Linked DNA regions of Macaca mulatta: region 1 is linked to region 2. A link is a contact called in public Hi-C data. All regions are on one chromosome and are shown on one strand. The core of a region is the stretch at or near the end of the contact, and the rest is flanking DNA. Distances in the headings are between cores, read along the strand shown. Region 1 holds the start of NELFCD (negative elongation factor complex member C/D). Region 2 overlaps LOC100424899 (guanine nucleotide-binding protein G(s) subunit alpha).

Evidence for each region. Hi-C and Micro-C count contacts between places; a contact is called where the count stands out from the background.
Region 1: a contact with region 2 is called in a Hi-C map of CD4 T cells, with 2.3 times the contacts expected there. The contact joins the promoter of NELFCD here to the enhancer-like site in region 2. A contact is called at or near these places in 4 of 14 Hi-C or Micro-C datasets (CD4 T cells, cortical neurons, fetal cortex germinal zone and 1 more).

Annotation. Positions count from the first base shown.
Region 1 is chr10:111,776,770-111,779,799 of T2T-MMU8v2.0, forward strand. It overlaps NELFCD (negative elongation factor complex member C/D), which reads left to right and starts at 1,415. Exons shown (of 15, transcript XR_013400083.1): 1 at 1,415-1,550. It overlaps LOC144332214 (a long non-coding RNA gene), which reads right to left and starts at 1,327. Exons shown (of 2, transcript XR_013400102.1): 1 at 980-1,327.
Region 2 is chr10:111,667,960-111,670,671 of T2T-MMU8v2.0, forward strand. All of the region lies in intron 1 of LOC100424899 (guanine nucleotide-binding protein G(s) subunit alpha), which reads left to right. The region is part of intron 1 of LOC144329396 (neuroendocrine secretory protein 55); the gene reads left to right. Among named protein-coding and RNA genes, the nearest start is that of MIR298, 60 kb to the left of the region's middle. Within about 2 kb of position 1,417, at least 7 of the 40 cell types and tissues checked have an H3K27ac peak or open chromatin away from gene starts, as enhancers often do. A contact at or near this core is called in CD4 T cells, where this site is marked.

The DNA of each region.
Region 1 (3,030 bases), core at 165-2,664, 110 kb after region 2:
AAACTTTCCGTGATTTGGATACAAAGATGGGAACAACAGACATGGGGGATTCCAAAAGGCAGAAGGTGTGGAGGGGGGTAAAAGTTGAAAAAGGTTGGCGAAGGGATTATTAGAAGCATCACGCAATATATCAATGTAACAAACCTGCACATGTACCAAATCTAAAATTAAAACAAAACAAAAACACAACAACCAAACAAAAATCTTTCCGTGATCATCAGAGCCTGTCATACTCTCACCCCCTACTTCACACTAGGAATCGTGCTGCGGGCTTCACAACAGCATCAGCTGCTCCCTTTGGCAACTACCAGAGAGGTCCCTTCTCCAGAGATTTCTGTTGGCTCTGGGCACTTTTGCTTTGTGGGCTCTTCCATTTTAAAAAGAAAAAATTAAAAATGCTACTTTCCACTGCATTTAGTACTTTTTCTTTTCTCTTCTCTCTTCCTTCTCCTTCTCCTTTCTTCTTTTTTGACACAGTTTCACTCTGTTGCCCAGGCTGGAGTGCAATGGTGTGATCTTGGCTCACTGCAACCTCCACCTGCTGGGTTCAAGCGATTCTCGTGACTCAGCCTCTCGAGTAGCTGGGACTCAGGCGCCTGTCACCACGCCCAGCTAATTTTTGTATTATTAGTGGAGAAGGGGTTTTACCATGTTGACCAGGTTGACTGGGCTGGTCTTGAACTCCTGACCTCAGGTGATCCATCTGCCTCGGCCTCCCAAAGTGTTGGGACTACAGGTGTGAGCCACTGGTGCCCGGCCCTTTCAATTAATTAATTTATTTATTTTTCTGAGACAGGGTCTTGCTCTTTCACTCAGGCTGGAGTGCAATGGTGCAATCTTGGCTCACTGCAACCTCTACCTCCTGGGTTCAAGAGATTCTCCTGCCTCAGTCTCCCGAGTACCCGGGATTACAGGCGTGCACCACCACGCCCGGCTAATTTTTGCATTTTGAGTAGAGACGGGTTTTCACCATGTTGGCCTGGCTGGTCTCGAACTCCTGACCTCAAGTGATCCGTTTGCCTCGGTCTCCCAAAATTCTGGGATTACAGGCGTGAGCCCCCACGCCCGGTCGCGCTTAGTACTTTTTACCAAAAATAAAAGATATTAAAACATTTTCGTGGGTCTTAGACACTTCCCGAAGGATTTGTTTCCAGCTGTCAGATGAGGAAACCGGCGCTCGCAGGGCCGGCGCAGCAGGGCGGGGCTCTGCACGAGTCCAGTGGGAAACCTCTCTCCGGAGCTAAGCCCCCGGCCCACCCCGGCAGCGCTCCGGGATCGACTGGGGACGTTCCTTCCGTCGGTCCCCTTTGTTCCCAGCGCCGAGCCCGCGGCCCTGCCCTTCCTCCAGGCCCCGCCCCTTCCTCCAGGCCCCGCCTCCCGTTCTAGCCGAGGCGCGCGGCCGCGCCTGCGCCCGCCCGCCTGTCCCCGCCTCGCGCATGCGCGGCGCTCGCTCGCGGGAGAGCGTGGCGGGGGCCGCGGCGGGCGCCATCATGGACGAGGACTACTACGGGAACGCGGCCGAGTGGGGCGACGAGGCTGACGGCGGCCAGGTGAGGCGGGACACCTGGCGCCCCCCGGCGAGGATCGTTCGTCTCCGCCGCCGGCGGGCCGGCCCCGCTCCCGGCGAGGCCGCGCGGCGCGAGGCCGCGGGCGTGCGGGGGGTGTGCGCGCGCACGGCCCGCGCGGTCACCGTGTGGTTCAAGCACAGCCCGCCCCGCCCCCGCCCACCCGGGGTCCTGCAGCGCGGCCGCCGGGGTCCCCGCCTCCTCGCCTGCAGGACCGTGGGGCGGGGGTGAGGCGGCGGAGGCTCTGGCGCAGGGCGGCCCGAGGCACCCCGTACCCCCTTGCTCCGGCCAGGAGCAACCTGCGACCCCCACGGCGGGCGGGACACCAACGCTAAGGTGGAGGGTTGGGCCCGGAGCTCACACAGTTTTAAACAAAAATAAAGTGGAAAAACTTCACACCAGTATCATGGTGAAAAAGTAGAACTTAGGGCATTCCTACATGTGCTTTACTGTTTTATAAACTGTACTCTTCAGCACCTTGGGCTGATTTCATCTGTCTTTGGGCAAACTGATGGAAAGGATCTTCGGGCCTTGACCTTCCAGGGTTTGGGGTGGAAGCCCAGGAGGGATCACTGTGTTCCACCCTGAGAACAGGGCCTGCAGAGTCAGGGCAGGCAGCTCTAGTCTGGCCGGTGTGTCCCCTCCATAACTCTAAAGACCCACCTGCGGCGCATGGTTGAAATGTAGCTTCTCACATCCCTCCTCTGGAGACAGCCCAACGGTTGGTCTGGACGGGAGCCTGGGAACTTGCTTTTTTTTTTTTTTTTCCTTTGAGGCTTAGTTTCGCTCCTGTTGCCCAGGCTGGAGTGTAATGGCACCATCGCGGCTCACTGCAACCCCTGCCTCCCGGGTTCAAGCGATTCTCCTGCCTCAGCCTCCCGAGTAGCTGGGATTACAGGCGCCCACCACCACACCCAGCTAAGTTTTTAAATTTTGAGTAGAGAGGAGGTTTCACTATGTTGGCCAGGCTGGTCTCGAACTCCTGACCTCGGGTAATCCACCCACCTCGGCCTCCCAAACTGCTGGGATTACAGGCGTGAGCCACCGCGCCTCGCCCAGGAACTTGCATTTTTAACAAGAGTCAAGATTGGGGATGTCTGGTGCATTTTGAACTGGTGTTTTGAGGGAATAAAGGATGAAGTGGGGCTTACGTTGATGACCATGGGTGGTGGTGTGATGGCGGCTTCCGAGCCGTGGTATAAAATGCCAAGGCAGGCGACGTGTTTCTGGAACTGAAAGAAGCCCTGTGAAGTTAGCTGCCTGGTGGAAGCAGTGGCAGGAGCTCAGTAGGGAGCAGGTTCTGAAGATCCTTGGAGAGTGCTGAATGGTATGGCTTGTTCAGGAGTTTGGGGCAGGGAGTGACACGAGTAGATTTGCATGTTGGATCATTTCACAGTGTTGGAGGCTTAGGGTGGAGTGGATAGAGTCAGACTTAGCTAACGGAGAGCCTGGGCCGTGTGCGTCA
Region 2 (2,712 bases), core at 167-2,666:
TAAATAGCTTCCTCCTGACCCTCAGCTAAGTCAACGGGGAGAAATCAGCCACCAAGTTTTGCTAAATTGTGTACCATGACAGTGACTTGTATTTAGGAGACCTTGCATGTATCTAAAGCCCAGAGATAGCCGCCGCCACCGTTCCTCCTGATGAAAATGGCCTCACCAGCACCTTGCTGCAAACAGAGGCCAGCTCGAAACATTGATTTTCTCCCCACCCTCGCAAGGTTAGGATTCTGCTTAGAACTCTCTGCTTTAAGCTAAAATTTCCATCACCAAAGAGCCTGATTTCAGGCAGAGAAAGAACCACTTTAGCAAATGAGAGAAGCAAAGAGGAGTGGAGAAGGAGAAGGAGGGTCATTTCAACAGCAGCAAAACTCAGCCATTTTCCCTGACAGCACTTTAATTATGATGAAAGAACAAGATTTTTTTTTTTTTTTTTTTTTTGGTTTTTACAGAGGAGGCTTATGGTGGGGGGAAAGGAGGGAGCCTCTGAAAGAGATGTGAGCTGCCAAGGTACAGAGTGCAAAGTGGCTGTCACTGCCAAATGACAGATGCACTTGGAGAGGGTGAGAGAAGCCCTTCCCTGAGCCTGTGCACCAGTGGCCCATTCTGTGGGGGCCCAGGACTAGTCAGCCAGGGGCAAATGGTGAATAGGATAGCCCAAAGGAGCCACCTGCTACTGCCAGCTTTCCCCTTTCCTTCTGTGAGATTTTAACCCCGGGGGTGGTTCTCCTCTGCTGTTATGCTCTGCTCCACCGGCTTTGAAAGCCTTGGAGGGGTTTCAAGTGGTCACATACCTTATTGGTGAAAAGGATGTTTTTCTTTAAAGTCAGGTGCTAAGTCAGGTGTGAGGTTGAAATGGACACTCAATGGCTTCAGAGCTGGATAAAGGGACAGAGCCCAGGAAGCCCAGGACTGACGTTCTGATGGGCAGAGGCCGGCTATGGTTTAGGAATGGGGAAAGAGTTGGTGCACCAGATGTTAAGAAGCTACAGTCAGCTCAAGCAAGAACGAGAGAATGGCGCTGTCACTGACTTCCCACCTCTCGGCCTTGCCCGTAATCCCTGCTCTGATCCGAGGCATGGGGTCCACAGGAGGTACCTATTGTGTTGCTATAATGCCCACAAGTGGTCTGAGGATTCTGGGCTGGTAGTGTTTAGAAAGAGATAAAAGTGAATCCTAGACTCTCACAGCTGGAAAAAGCCTTTCTCCCTGGGAATGGGAAATAACAAAATGCGTCCAGGTTAGCTGTGGATTCCTTAGAGATGAAGGGAGCAGAAAGGGAGGAAAAAAAAAAACACAAAACAAAAAACAAAACAACAAAAAACATAGAAGGTGCATTATTTTGTACTTCCTTTCACCTCCCTCCTTGGTTTTAGGGCTCTTTCGTGGCATGCAACAGGAAGTGCAGGCTGTGTTGAGAGCCTCTGGTGCAGACTTACGCAGAGCACAAGAGATGATGTGAGCCTGCTTGTCTGGGCTGCGTTTGTGTAACTGAATTACACAGTATCTATGTTAGAAGTGATGTCACCCAAGAGAGCCCCGTGGCCTTGAACTAAACACCAAGGGGCATCAGGCCCCGGCCCCAGGAGGCCTGCTATGCGGCAACTTCTCTGAACAATTTGTGATTTTCTGTTCTTATTCCCCTCACTAAATTGTCATGCTGCTAGAGACACTTCTAATTTGATGGTTATTAACAGGCAGCTGGTAATGAAACAGCAAGGACTTAGGGCTTTGCAGTAGGTGAATTACGGACATTTACAAGTAAAACAACGTTATTTCTTACATTTAGCAAGAGGTTTAACAAGCAAAGTGTAACATCTGCAGAATCTTACGGGAGGAGGCAGTGGTCTTGAAATCGTGAGGCAGAACTGCAGGGATGGAGATATCGCCTTTCCGTAGAACAACTGCAATCTCCCCATCAGAGCCGACTGGAAATACAAATTTGCTCCTATCTCCATGCGTGGTGATTCTGCCTGCTACAGAGATGGAGGAACAGTGATCTTGCTGATTTTAATGGACCCATTTAGGGAAAAACACTTAAAAAATATGTGAAAATGCATTTTCCCCCTATTTCTCCTGGAAAGCAGCATTAGGGTCCAGCAGTTCTGTCTGGAAGCAGGGAGATGCAGGAGCAGCATCCTGGCTTATGACCGTTTGGCTGCTTAGTGGTTTTATTTTAGAAAGAGTTTTAATTCAGAGGCGGTGGGGGGGGGGGGCGGCACAGGGGGTGAGAGAACAAGACAAATCAGATGTAGAGGTTTGCAGAGCCTGGAGGCCAAAGGAAGCCCACTTTAGGAGACCACATTTTCAGCATCAGAATAAGTAAAGTATTTGAGGATTTTTGTCTCCTCTTAAAAATACGCAGTTTGGAAAAGGAAAATATCCAGGCTCTTTTGAGAAACATATTGAGGTGATCAGTTAACGTGAGGTGGTGGTGATTGTAATGTCGGAAGAATTGGTCTCATTTTTCATGTCACAATTAATATTGTTTGAGATTAAATAGCTTCTTAACTTAGACCATTTACATTTTACAGAGCACTAAAAAGCAAGCCTCCAAGCCACTTTCTGGCAGCACAAAGCCAAATAAATGGGAACAATATAACCTTAAAAAGATCCATTCTTTCACTTGTATCTTTGCTCTGGCCAGTATCGAGTCATTTAGCACAATCTAAAAACTCACATTTTTCATTGCTAGAAATATGTAAT